Linked DNA regions of Mus musculus: region 1 is linked to region 2. A link is a contact called in public Hi-C data. All regions are on one chromosome and are shown on one strand. The core of a region is the stretch at or near the end of the contact, and the rest is flanking DNA. Distances in the headings are between cores, read along the strand shown.

Evidence for each region. A called contact is a pair of places that touch in the nucleus more often than the background predicts.
Region 1: a contact with region 2 is called in a Hi-C map of cortical neurons, with 1.5 times the contacts expected there. The contact joins two enhancer-like sites. A contact is called at or near these places in 3 of 484 Hi-C or Micro-C datasets (cortical neurons and forebrain) and 3 of 115 datasets of contacts at active chromatin or transcription factors (embryonic basal ganglia and embryonic stem cells).

What each region holds. Positions count from the first base shown.
Region 1 is chr11:81,508,236-81,514,758 of GRCm38.p6, forward strand. It overlaps a transcript of Asic2 not described here. Among named protein-coding and RNA genes, the nearest start is that of 1700071K01Rik, 62 kb to the right of the region's middle. Within about 2 kb of position 4,351, at least 16 of the 459 cell types and tissues checked have an H3K27ac peak or open chromatin away from gene starts, as enhancers often do. A contact at or near this core is called in cortical neurons, where this site is marked.
Region 2 is chr11:80,921,290-80,927,740 of GRCm38.p6, forward strand. The region is part of intron 3 of Asic2 (acid-sensing (proton-gated) ion channel 2); the gene reads right to left. It overlaps Gm51909 (a long non-coding RNA gene), which reads left to right. Exons shown (of 3, transcript XR_003949743.1): 1 at 1-6,062. Among named protein-coding and RNA genes, the nearest start is that of Gm51909, 27 kb to the left of the region's middle. Within about 2 kb of position 2,617, at least 12 of the 459 cell types and tissues checked have an H3K27ac peak or open chromatin away from gene starts, as enhancers often do. A contact at or near this core is called in cortical neurons, where this site is marked.

The DNA of each region.
Region 1 (6,523 bases), core at 3,101-5,600, 590 kb after region 2:
GCCCAATTAGAGCAATGTGCACAGCTGGCTGCTAAGCTACAGGGCTGCATGGTGTTTTGCTTTAATCAGGTGCCTTATGGATGGTCCCGGTTAGCTTCATGGAAAGACCCTTTGGGGTTTGACCTCTACTGCTCATGCCCTGTCTCCCAGGGTGAGGTGGTCTGGACTCCATGCAGAGGGGAGGGTGTGGTGAGACAGCACATCCTGCAGTGGCCAGGGAAGACACTCACCATTATAAATCACAAGGCAGTGCATTTTGTAATATTCTTTCTTTTCATTATGCATATGTGCTGAAGGTGGGGTGTTATCAGGATGAATCTAATCAAGAAAAGCCCAAGAGAGAGACTCCATCTAGTGGTGACCACCTGCAGTTCTGACTGTTAAGCCAAAGCAACTATGACTTAATTTCTAGCTCTCTCAAGTCTGTGATACCAAGAGTTCCACTAAGTCTCTCAGCAGAGAGAGTAATATAATAAGATTTAATAAGCTGTGGTCTTTTCCATATCACGATACTAGCCAGAGCCACTATGACGCCCTGCCTTTGAAGGTGATCACTATAGTAACCCAACCCCTGTATATTGGAGTCCTCCATATGGGAAGTGTTTGGTAACTATCTATGGCATATAAGTAAGGAGCGAAACAGGGGGCAGCCTGAGCTGCCAATCTGCCAAAGCCTTCTAAGGTCCCCCTTTCCAAGCCAGGCTAACAAAACCAAAGTGGGCCTCTCTCACGACAACCTCCAGAGCTCAACCCCAGAAATCCAGATTGCATGGAATGCAGTGAGAGCTGCACACAGAGGCTGAAATACTGGAGCCTTGCCAGACCCGTGTAAAATGAGAAGCACAGTTTTTCCTAAGAATGCAGTCCCGGCTCACTTGCAGAACCATGGTCCGTGCAAACTATTCAGTGCAGTGTGCACTTCCAGGAGATGCATCCGGAAGAATTTGATCTCTAGACATTATGAAGCTATATTGTTTTAAAAAAATCTGAGAACCTACTCATGATATAAAAAAATTCTCAGAAAAGCAGAGCTAGAGAAGTTTCCTCCATTTGATGAAAAGCATCCTATAGAACCTCCACCTCTTACGTGCTTAATGGCTAGTTGTAGTGACAATTCTAGAATTTTGGTTTCTTTAAAAAACACGAAAATATTATAACGATATTTTTCATTTTAATCCCAGGTGTGTGAATATGGGGCTGCTTCGGACTGTCTGCAGCAGTTGGCTATGATTTGCCTCATGCTCTAGCAGAGGCTTTTTTTTTTTTTTTTTTTTTTTTTGCCAGTTTCAGATAGTTTCTGCAATTGTGTGATATTTGGAATTCTGGGAATTTTCAGAGCTTATATAAATGCTAAAGCCTCAGTAGGTGGGGTTGATGGTTCTTCAGGGGGATTAGTTATGTTTTATTAGTATTTATGCTCAAAGAAGAAACAAGAAAGAAATTAGATTCACGGACACCCCCCTCTCCTTATCTTTCTCTCCTATCTAGTGATAGGGAGTGAAACTGGGGTTGGGGGAGGTTAAAGGGTGGGAAAATAAGAACCCACAAAGTAACAAAGACTACAAACAAAGAAGAAACAAAAAGAAAGAAATTAGGTTCACTGATCTCTCCCTCCCCTCCCCCCCTCCCTCCCTCACTCACTCTCCCTCTATCCTTCTTTCTCTCCTATCTAGTGTTAGGGGGAGAAACTGGGGGTGGGGGATAAAGAGTAGGGAAAAGAGGAATGCACAAAGTCGCAATGTTCAGCTACAGTGAATGACTGAATGCTTTTTAAGCCCTGGAAGCAGAGTTAGCCTCTCCTTTCACGTTTGTGCAAAATCGGTGCTGTCGTCTCTTGACAGTGCAACAGGCAAGAAAGGGAGATAACAGACAGGAAGGGGGTCATAAAGGAAGAACTGGGTGTACCCCTACTTGAAATGATATGATTGTCACCTATGAAGTTAAGAACAACCTCGGGGAATTAGGAAGTGAGTTCAGCAATAGTCTGAGATGGAAGATCAGCACACGAAAACCAATTTTGTTCCTATACCCTAGTGTATTAGTGGAAGTTGGTGGTATAACAAAATACCTGAGAGAACAGCCTAAAGGAAGAAGGATTAACCTGGGCCCCTGGGTCTCGAGGTTTCAGCTCATGGGCTCTGGGATGGGCTGGACATAATGTATAATCACCTAGGGAGGCTGTGTCGAAGAGGAGTTATCTAGATTAGGTTGGCCTGTGGGCATGTCCATGATGGATTTTCTTAACTGGGTTACTTGAGGTAGGAAGAACCACCCTGAATGTAGGCAGCATCGTTGCATGGGCTGGGCCCTGGAGTGACTTGAAAGGGGAGAGGAGGGCTGAGCTCTGGGGTGAATCCAAAGAAAAGAAGAGCTGAGCACAGGCATGTAGGCATTAGTTATTGCCCCCTACTTTTGGCTGTGAGGTGCTCCGACTAGACGCTTCAGGCTCTTCCCACTTTAACCTTCTCACATTGATGACTGGAACCTAGAACCACAGACCAAATAAGCACCCTGCTTTTGTCGAGGTATATATATTAATATATATGTGTGTGTGTGTGTGTGTGTGTGTGTGTGTGTATTAAATCACAGCAACAGGAAACAAAACTAAGACAGTCACTTGTCTGTGTCCTGGACCTGTAGTTATGCAGCACACTGTGACACCTTGGGGATCCAGGGGGATGTGACAGGTTCACTCACCTCAGAAGTCTGGGGTACAGAGGAAGACAGTTTAGACTCTCCTTTGCCACTTTTCCTCTGTCTAGAGTCTCAGACGACTGGATGGTGCTACTCTCATTCAGGGAGGGTGTTCCTCCCTAAGGTAATATTTTCTGGAAACATCCTCAGAGTTATAACGAGAGACACACTGTCTGAGACTCTTTGGTACTTCACACCCCAACCAAGACAGCAAGACCCATCAATACAATCAGCACTAAAAGTATCATCAGGTGAAATAAAAAAAAAAAACAAAATATTATTATTTATGGTTGCTAAAACCCGAAGTGTTTATAGTCCAAATATGCACTGAGTCTGTATGTTTTCAATGACATATTTTTATAAAAATGAAGCAAACATCTTACTAAATGGGGATATGTAGCCATGTTCACAGATTGATGGATTAAGCATATCAGTTTTTCACTCTAATTGATTTCTTTGAGATTACTGCAATTCCTAGTAAAACCCAAGAAAGATTTTTATAGATAAGGATAAATTATTCTAAAATAGGCACAGCAACTAGTGCAGTTTAAACAGCTTCAAGATAGTGAATTAAGCGGTAGGAATCAGTCTGCGTGACTAGTTGGTGGACAGCAGGGTCGTAGGTGTAGCTACTGAAAAAGAGAGCAGGGATCCGGGAGATGGTGGTGTGTGTGCCTCCTGTGGGGATGCAATGTCTCCCCCTGCAGTGCTGTGATGTGTGCTTCCTGCAGGGATGTCTTGGTCACAGTACAACCTTGAAAGACATTACTAAGAGGGAATGAGACATACAGGATCTGTCTTTTTTTTTTTTAACAGCTGTATATAAATCTGAAAGTGTCTCAAAAATTTAAAAACCCTCTAGATCTAATAAAAATTTTATAGAACTTCGAGCATGTGTATGCACACACACACACACACACACACACACATACACAGAGTGGGTGACATTTGAGTAAAGTCTATAATCAAGTTAATTGTATTGGTTAAGTTAAGTGCATTGTGCTGATGTCAATTTCCTGCTCTTGATAATATAACACATTGTGTAAAATGATTCGAGAAGCTGAGTGATAAGTATATGGGACTACTCTGTTAATTTTTGCAACTTCTTGTGAGTCTATAATTATTTCAAAAAAATTTTAAAGTTTTTTTTTTTTTTTTGTACTGAGAACAGAAAGGAAAGCATTTATTATCAGGCAGAGTGTGAAATTCCCACCCCAAGAGTTCCCTAAAAGCAGGTCTTGTAACTTTTCAGCAGATGTATTCTCCATATAGACCTCTGGGGTGGGTAGAGTGGTATTGTAACCTCAGGGGTCTTCCAGCTCAGCTCGCATGGAAATTGTGGGTGGGAGGCATCTGTCTTTCCTTCCTCTAGAGCCCAAACTGGTATAAGATGGAACTAGGACTCCAGGAGCCACAGGCTACTGCAGAGGGGAAGATGAAAGTATAAACCATATGCTTCAGTTATAGTCACGTCCATATTTGGGGTCTGGTTCTGCTCCTTCTTGCAAAGGGCTGCTTCGTGTCAGGAATTAGAAAAATAAAAGGGGCATGGCAAAAGAGTGGGTCCGAAGATACAGCCTCCGTTCTCCTGCACAGACCGTTCTGGGAACGGTGGTATTGTGAGGCAGATGGGGACACATCATTCTGGCAGGGCGTGGCAGAATTCCCAGAACAGTGTGCACGCACACGTGTGCATATGTGTTGTGCATGCGCAGGACTCATTAACTCATCCCATAATAGAAGGGCCTCATCTGCTTGTCCATCTGGGAAATGAGGAAGCTGCCAACCAACGTTCCTGTTACCCTAGGTCCAACTGGCTTCCAGCAGGAACTGGAATATGGGGTAGTGGGTCTATCTAGTATTTAGGTCTTAAAACAACAGGATCAGAAAGTAAAAAATGTGGAGGAAGGCAGAGGATGCTCTCAGGGTCTGATGTGAGGCAAGAAAGAAGAAAGGGATGTGTGGTCCTGCTGGAGTCTTTCTGGGAGTGCTGGCTGGGCAATGTAAGCAGAGTCTAGTACTCTGGGGTCCACTTTAAACTCCTGTACAGTTTCATTAGCCATAGTGAACACACTGAGGAGCAGTCATGTCATGGTGGGGTGTCAAGCTCCTAGTAGCCCCTTGGGTAGCTCCTCTCCTTTCCTCTAGCTTACAGTGGAGTGAGCAGGTTCAGAAAGGCTCCTGTCTGGTATGAAATTGGGCATATGAGGTAGAGTAGATCCCAGAACAACCCAGATCCAGAGCTCATGTTGTCAACCACAGCTTGAAAGTTTCTTTCTGCTACTTCCTTTCTTGCTGACACATGTAGAGAGATCTGGGGCCAGTCATCTGTCAGCTCTGGGGCTAATTCAAGGTGTGATGCTGATGGCTGGTGAATCTTCTCCCTGCCCTCAGGGAGACTGCCCCCTTGGCAGCCAGGGGAAATGCCATCCATGGAGAAAGGACATATGACTTCATAAATTCTCCCATGCATGCCTCCAGTGATGCCGTGCAGTGACTAGGAAGAGTAAGACCACATGCTGGGAGCTAGAACATAGACTGATAAGGCTGAAGGCGGTCAGAAGCTGGTGTCTAAGAGGCTGGGAATGGAGCCTTGTGATAGGGCTCCGTGGTGACTGTCTTGGTGTATATGAAGACCCATGTTTCATACCTAGCCCTGCAAACACCGAAACTCTAAAAGTAAGAACTAAATCCCAACCCTGCCAGTTCCTAGTCAGATATCCTTGGCAAGGGTTTATCTTGGTGGCCTTTCTGGAGTGGAAAAAGGAAAATAATACCTTTGGTTCCAGGGGGCTCAGCAAGTATAGAATGAAGGTGTTAGACTGCAAAAGACTTCAGGCCTTAAGCTTTATTTAGTGAATGAGACCCTTGCTATTATTATTCCTGGAGAGGGGGAAGCCAGAGGATTGAATGAGATGAAAAGTTCTCTAGCCTCTTCCCCTGCTTTGAGTCAGGGGGGAAAAAAAAGGCTTTCTAAATCCTGTGTTCTGCTTCAGCACTACCTAAGCAGTGTGACCTCCTGCTTAGGTGACCTCCTGCTTAGGTGTTTAGCACAGCCCTACCCAACTCTGGTGCCTCTCCTGTATCCCCCCCTCTTCATGGTGTTTGAGATAACCACATAAAATAATGTATAACACCCTAAAAACGTAAGGAGCTTGCCACATGTGAAGGAAATCATGTGATTTCCTTCAGTCGAGAGAACAATGCCTCCACGAAATTGCAGAATCTTCGGTCTCCTGCAGTGAGTGTTTGCACCCCAGCTGTACAGAAGAAAAGTCAGGCCAGTCACACCTGATCCTTGCCACCTGGCTGCAGGCTTGCCTGTGGTCTTCTGTCTCGGGTATTTGGAATTGTTCTTTCAGCAGCTTGTAGAAGTTTAAGAAAACTGCAGATTGCTTTGGCTACCTTCCCAGTCTTTTAGGCAGGAGCTATTTGCTTAATTTTGGAACTTGTGATATGGAAGGAGGTACATAGAATCCAGAACTGGCCAGCGGAGGCCAGGATTCAGATCTCCCACTTACTGGTAGGAACCCCCTTCACAATTTAAAAATGGAACCTCTACATGTGGTAGAATTCCAGATGTATTCAGCTATTCACAGGGAAATCCATGAAAATAGTTTCATATGTTTCAAACAGAGAGAGAAAAGAAAGAAATCTAGAAGGCAAGATTATTTCCCATTTTACAGATGAGGGATCTAGGATCTAGGAGGTAGAGGGCTCTGGGTAGGTGGCTCAGCTGGTAGAGGATTTGCCTTGCAAGTGTGAGGTCCTAGCACCCACATGGGAAAAAAAAAACAAATTTGCATGATGGCTCACTTGTAATCAGGTA
Region 2 (6,451 bases), core at 1,367-3,866:
AGGTGACTGGAATGGGCTTTCCCCACGTAAGATGCCAAGGTTGTAATTGCTAATTCTTCTGGTCGTAATTTATCCTGCTGTCCCGGTGGGTAGCTAAACAGCTCTGATCACGAACTGCCCAATCGGCTTATAAGTCTTCTTGATGAATCTCTCTCATTGTCACGCTCCTTTCTCTAGGCTGCGGTAATTCTTGACAACTGTCTTACAGCTGCTGTCTCCTGTGGCTGCAGAGGGGACGAGTCATCCATTAGGAAGCACACATGGTTAGGAGCAAGCTCCTGGCGTTGAGGGATGGCAGGTGGAGGACAAAGCTCTTGTCTCAGGATGGAGAAGAGGGTATTAGAGTCTGCCAAGTGACCTCTGGGATGTGAGACACACCTGGTTCAAGGTCTTTGTGTGTGTATGTTGTATTGTATTGTATTGTATTGTTTTGTATTGTATGTGAGTCTGTGTATGTGGGTCAGAGGTCAACCTCAGGTGCCCCAGAACCCAACTATTTCTATGTCTCTACTGTCGGGATTAAAAGTATGTCCCATCCTATGATCTCAGCCCTGTTATTAGCAGGACCTATCCTTATTTATTTATGTTTTCAAATGTAGGTTCTGGAGTGGAGCGCAGATCCTCACGCTTCCGAGGTGAGCCCTTACTCACTACCCTGTTTTTCCAGCCCCGACGTGTTTTGTTTGTTTGTTTGTGTTTGGTTTTGGTTTTTTTAGGCAAAGCTTCAGATGACCCAGGCTGAATTGAAATCTTTCTCTGTGGCAGAGGATGGCCTTGAATCTGAATCCTCTTGCTTCTACTTCCCAAGTATTGGGATTATGGGTGTTGCCTCACTGTGTCTGGCTGATCTGGGGTCTTTTGGATCAAGACCTGCATCTTCAGTAAGAAAACACTCCATACTGATTTGTGATCAGACTGCTCAGATGAACCAGGGCAGCACCACAGAGCCTGTGGGCGCCCCAAGACTGGAGTTCTCAACTTCGTCCTGTGTTAGATGCTTGTCCCAGGCCTGCTCAGTCTTGGTGAAGTATGTGACTGGTTCTCCCTACAAGTGAGGTGGGACCCCAGGCTAAGGCTAGATAAGCTCTTTTTCCTTCTGACCGCAGAAAGGAGACAAAGCTAAAACCTGGGGGAGAGCAGAGCCACAACATGGGAGGATCCCGGGTCCCTGAATGACTTCATGGAACACTGCCTCTTATAGTCGGGGGGAGGATAAACCTTTATTGGGCTGTTTTTCAGACAGAAGGGCTGGTCATTATGGAAGTTAGCCTCCCTGCCTAAACAGGTGGTGCTTGAAATGAACTCAGATTTTCCAACTGAAGGACATGCCAAGTAGGGGCTAGCAAGAGGGAATTTACTAACCAGATAGTATATCGAAATGTCTTTTTGATAGTTGCGTGGAAGTCCAGAGTATAATTTGAAGAACAGTGGAGACATGGGGTCTTAATTTTTAGGCCTGATAAAGTGTTCATGTTAGGAGTTAGAAGGGAAGCATGCCTCTTCACAGGATTCCCTCCCCTCTTCTCTCTCTCTCCCCCACCGAATGTATATGTCCTACAGAGCTCCTCTCCCCAAGCCACACGGATGTCCCCTGTTCTCCACACCTTGAGACTGCCATGCCTCTCTCACATTACTGCAACAGCGTCCTGCCTCTTCCTCCTCTGTGCCCACACTCTCGCAACCCTATGTTTCAAAACAACTTAAAAAATAACAACAACAACAACAACAATGTATCTGTTTATTTGTGTATGCATGCACACACAGGCACAGTGACTCACGTGTGAAGGCCAGAGGACAACTTTTCTCCTACCACGTGGATACTGGGACCAAATTCTGGTGGTCGGTGGTCAGGTTTGGCCAGCAAGTGCCTTTCCCTGCTAAGCCAACTTCACCTTTCTACAGCGCAGGCCAGGTCATGTCCTCTCATCAGTAAAACCCAAGCTCCGTTTCTTCAGGAGGCCGCCAGGGTCTGTGCTCTTGTCTTTACTGTCTTCCCTCCTCTCCCTAATGGTCTTAGGACTTTTCTAACGTCAGTCTTTAGCTCTCTGACTAAATTGTCCTTCCTGCCTGTTGGTCTGCATCCACCTGCCCAGGGTCTGGGTCTGCTGGTGCTCCTCTATCAGGACCGTGCTGGGTCCACATCTCCTGTCTTTGGCTCCTTTCCAGGCCTGAGCTTTACCCCACCTGTTACATCATACTTATTGGCTCACATGCATACCTCCAGATTTTGAGAAGGGAGGCAGGGGGTGGTGGTGGTGGGGAGTTTTTTTCTCAGAGTTGGCCTAAGGCTGTGTCTCAACTGATAAAACCTGCAGGCCCTGTTACTGCCAAGCCAGTTACCAAGGCAACTTTCCCTCCGTGGGTCCCAGTTTCTCCGTGAGTAAAAATGGTCTCTGTAGGCTTTCCCAGTTCAGCATTTCAGGATTCTGTGATTTTTTTTTATCATGGTCACGTGAGGGAGATCAATACTCAGAGTTTTCCTGAGCTGTGTCTGCGAGCTTCAATTCGTCAGGCGAGTGTCTGGGGGGACGCACGCGCCTCGCAGCACCGCCTGATGCCGGAGAGAATTTATCATTCTGGAAAAGCTTATGGTGCAGGTTTAGTGAGTGCGGCGTCGAAGGCATTCGTGACTCATTTATCCAGCAAACGCAGCTTCCTTATTTAGACTTGAGTCAGTTGGCTGGGGTAAGATGCCCTCTTTGATTCATCCCGATGAGAAATAGGTATGGCCAATTATGCCTTGACCCAGGAGGAAAGGACATCGGCCAGCTGGTACTGTCATCTCTGCTCCTTACCCGAGCCTCCTACTTCAGGGTGGGTGTCAGGCAGGCGAGGGACACATTGCATGGCAGCCTGTGATTAGGTATGGGAGCTCCATCAGCACTGGCCACATGCCTGGGACAAGCTTTGGCTCTTTGACCCAACTCATTTCGGTCCCTGGCTGAAGCTGCACCGCATGCTTCTCTGAGGGGTGAGACTGAAGTAGTTTGTTTCTCTCTGTGGTGGTGGTGGTAGTGGTGGGGCAAGTCAGTTCACACAGTGGAGTTCCACTCCTAGGTTTAACAGGTCTCAAATGGTGAGATCTGCGTGGTTGCATATGGTGCTGGAAGACCTTCCTCCTCTGGCCTTTGTGCACACGGTGGTGCACGAACACATGTACATGTACATGTCTGTCTGTCTGTCTGTCTGTCACACACACACACACACACACACACAGATGAACATCTATCCTTGAAGACAAGGTTAAACAGACAAGGTTAAACTTTTCCTAGTCTAGCCTTACCACGGGGTCTTATAAAAGTCAGGCCCCACACTATTTGCCTGCTGTATTCTGCCTGAGTGCCTACGAGGGAAGTTATATGGTAAGCACCCATGAGTTCTCCTGCAGGAACATGGTAACTACTGGTCAAGCTGTTGATGGTGGGTGCTTAGGTGAATGGATGGATGGGTGAACTGATGGATGGGTGGATGGTGGACCATGAGGTTCTGCTGGGGATGCACACAGGATATGAAGGGGAGATGGGGAATGCAGGAGCAGGTTTGAGGCTGGGGGGGGGGTAGTGATAAGCAGCCAGGACTAGATCAGGTATCAGATGAAGTGGTCAGTGCTTGGAAGAGGCTCAGAGAAGTCAATGGGGTCCTTAGGGTGAGGCCCAGGGAAGAAAGGAGTAGAATAGAGGTGGCAGGTGTCACATGCCATTAAGAGGGATAGAAGAGTCCTAGAGGGTCAGTCATGATTATACCATTAGTGAGATAGAAGCCTCTCCCATTATCCTCCAACATCACCTATGGCTCTTAGGTGCCTATATCCTCACATGGGTTTCTTCCCATCTGCACCGGAAATAAGCCAAATGCTCAGTGAATCAAACAGGAGATGCAATGGAGTCCCACAGGAATTCTTACTTATGATGAGCAAGGCTCTCTTAGGCTGAGTGTTTGTGGCAAATAGATCTTGTGTATGGGTGTGTATGTGAGTGTGTTGGGTGGAGGGGGGATGTTGTAACATTTATCAGAACATTTCTTGAAGTACTTTACTATTTTTGAAGAGTACTTTACTCATTGTTGGTGTGTTGATGGTACTGATCCACAGATGAAACAAAATGTCACAGGAGTGCTAAAATCTGGCAGTGGACCCTGGGATGTTTCCTTTGAAGATAAAGACTATCTGGATAGATGGCTACAGAATTGCAGAATAATGGGAAACATTAAAACGTTTGAGAGGGACCGAAGTTAACATCATAGTCCATCAAACTCAGGATGCTAAACAATTTAAGACACTATGCATAGTACTGAGAAAGAAATTCTCCCCCAGTGTCGAGAGGCCATCCCTTGGAGAAATTAAACCAGGTGGACGCACTAGAGTCTTTGCTAGGCCCCCACGGTCTTCTTGCTCTGTGACTGCTGGGATGGCAGGAAGCTGAACTGACACATGATGTCGTTTTATTTCTGAGGGAATGTGCTGGAGCTGGTATCAGTCTCCCGGTGGAGGAGGGAGGATTCTTTGCAAGCTGTAGACTCCTGTGGACCCCTTTAGACTCAGTCTCATTTTCCATAGCAGGCTGAACCCATGGGGAGGGATCTAGTATCCCCTAGAAGTATATTTCTACCAAGAAACCTCCAGCCTGGGCTTTTGGCCTGTTAGGTATCTGATTTTCTATTCAGTACATCTTTCCCTTTCTATTCAGGAAATTCATAAGTTAAATTGATTCCCAGGTGGCACTCCAGGCCTTTCTGCCCTTGGCCTTTCTTCCCTAGAGTCCAAAGTACAGCACTAACTTTGGCTTCCCTATCTCTCGTTTCCTCCGTGATAAATGGTGAAGTTAATTGCAGAGCAGTGCTGGATCACCCAAGGCCCTGTGCTCAGCCCAGGCTGCATCAGAATCACCTGGAGACATTTTTAGACACGGCAGGCACTGTGCTCACCCCAGAGATGGGAAACTAGTCTTTTTTTTTTTTTTTTTTAACCAGAACTCCAGGATTAGGGGTTTGCAAAAGGTCTTAAAGGGCTTGACTCCCATAACTAGGCTGAGAGCCATGCATCTAGACCATGCTACCAGGAAGACGGGAAAAGTGAGGTTCACAAGGCTGAGCCATGTGTCTCTGGTCACACAGCTGGCTGCAGAGGCAGGGCTAGGCTTTGGTTTTTGGCATACTGTTACACTGTTACAGTCTTTTTTTTTTTTTTTAAAGATCTAGGTAATCACCCCTTGAGTCACTGTTATAGGCACAGGTAGTCACACAATGAGGGCCACACCTCTGAGATAGATTTATGCTATATTAGAAAATACAGGCAGACACCAACCATGGAACTTAGAAAGGAACTGAAGGAAAAGGGCTGTCGTTTACTGTGGCAGCCTGGATGCTGTGTGGTGACTGTTTGGGGTAGGGGTGGAGAAGGTAACCCTTTTCTGGTTTAAGTCTCCTTTGCAGAATGGGCATATTGACACAGTTCACATGCCTGGTACCCAGACTCTAGCCATGCCGGAGGTATCAGAGAGCCCTTTACAATGGCCGGTGCCAGAGAACTTGATGACGCCTTAGCCTAGTGCCAGGGGCTCAGGGATAGGCGGCCTGGGCTATGATGCTTACCTGCCAGTGAACAACAGCAGGAACGGATGAGGTAATGGGAGAGGAGAGAGATGCCCTTCAGGAAGAAATCAATGTATGGCAGGGACTTATGGAGGTAAGGGGATATGCTCAGCATACAACACAGAATTGTATAAAAAGTTAAAATAAATTTCAGAAACAAGTACTTGTGTGCTCAGGCGGTCAGTTAGCTTTGAGTGAAGATTCTGTCTTTTAGCTCAGTCCTTAATGAGATTCTTCAAAGACCCAGCAAGGGGGTACTCTTGGTACTCTTGGATATTGTTGAATAATTAAACATTGGAATATGTACTTTTGGAATATTACTATTTTAAAAAGTGCCCATTTTGGACAGTAAAACTTACATTAATTTCTTTTCTTTCTTATTGAAGCTTCATAATGTTGAGGAATGAAATGTCCCAGGGCAGCTGCCATCATGGAGGGGGCGTGAATGTTCTCAGCTTTCCCCTCTGCTCAAGGTCACAGCAGCTGTCACCTAAGGCACCTACTGAAGATGGTGATCGTGTGTGTGTGTGTGTGTGTGTGTGTGTGTATGTGTGTGTGTGTGTGTATGTGTGTATGTGTGTGTGTGGTGTATGTGTGTGTGGGTGTGGGTGTATGTGTGTGTGTGTGTGTGGGGGGCGTTTCCAGCCACCTTGTACTTTGGTCTCTGGATTTTGAACTGGCTTTTTGATAGCAGGCTCTGTGGATGGCCATCTTTGTGTTTTAGGTGGGAAGGGAGGGAAACAGAGGCAAATAATGCCTAATTAGTGGTTCTCAACCTTCCTATTGCTGTGACCCTTTAATACAGTTCCTCATGTTGGAGTGACCTCCAACCATAAAGTTATATTCATTGCTACTTCATAAC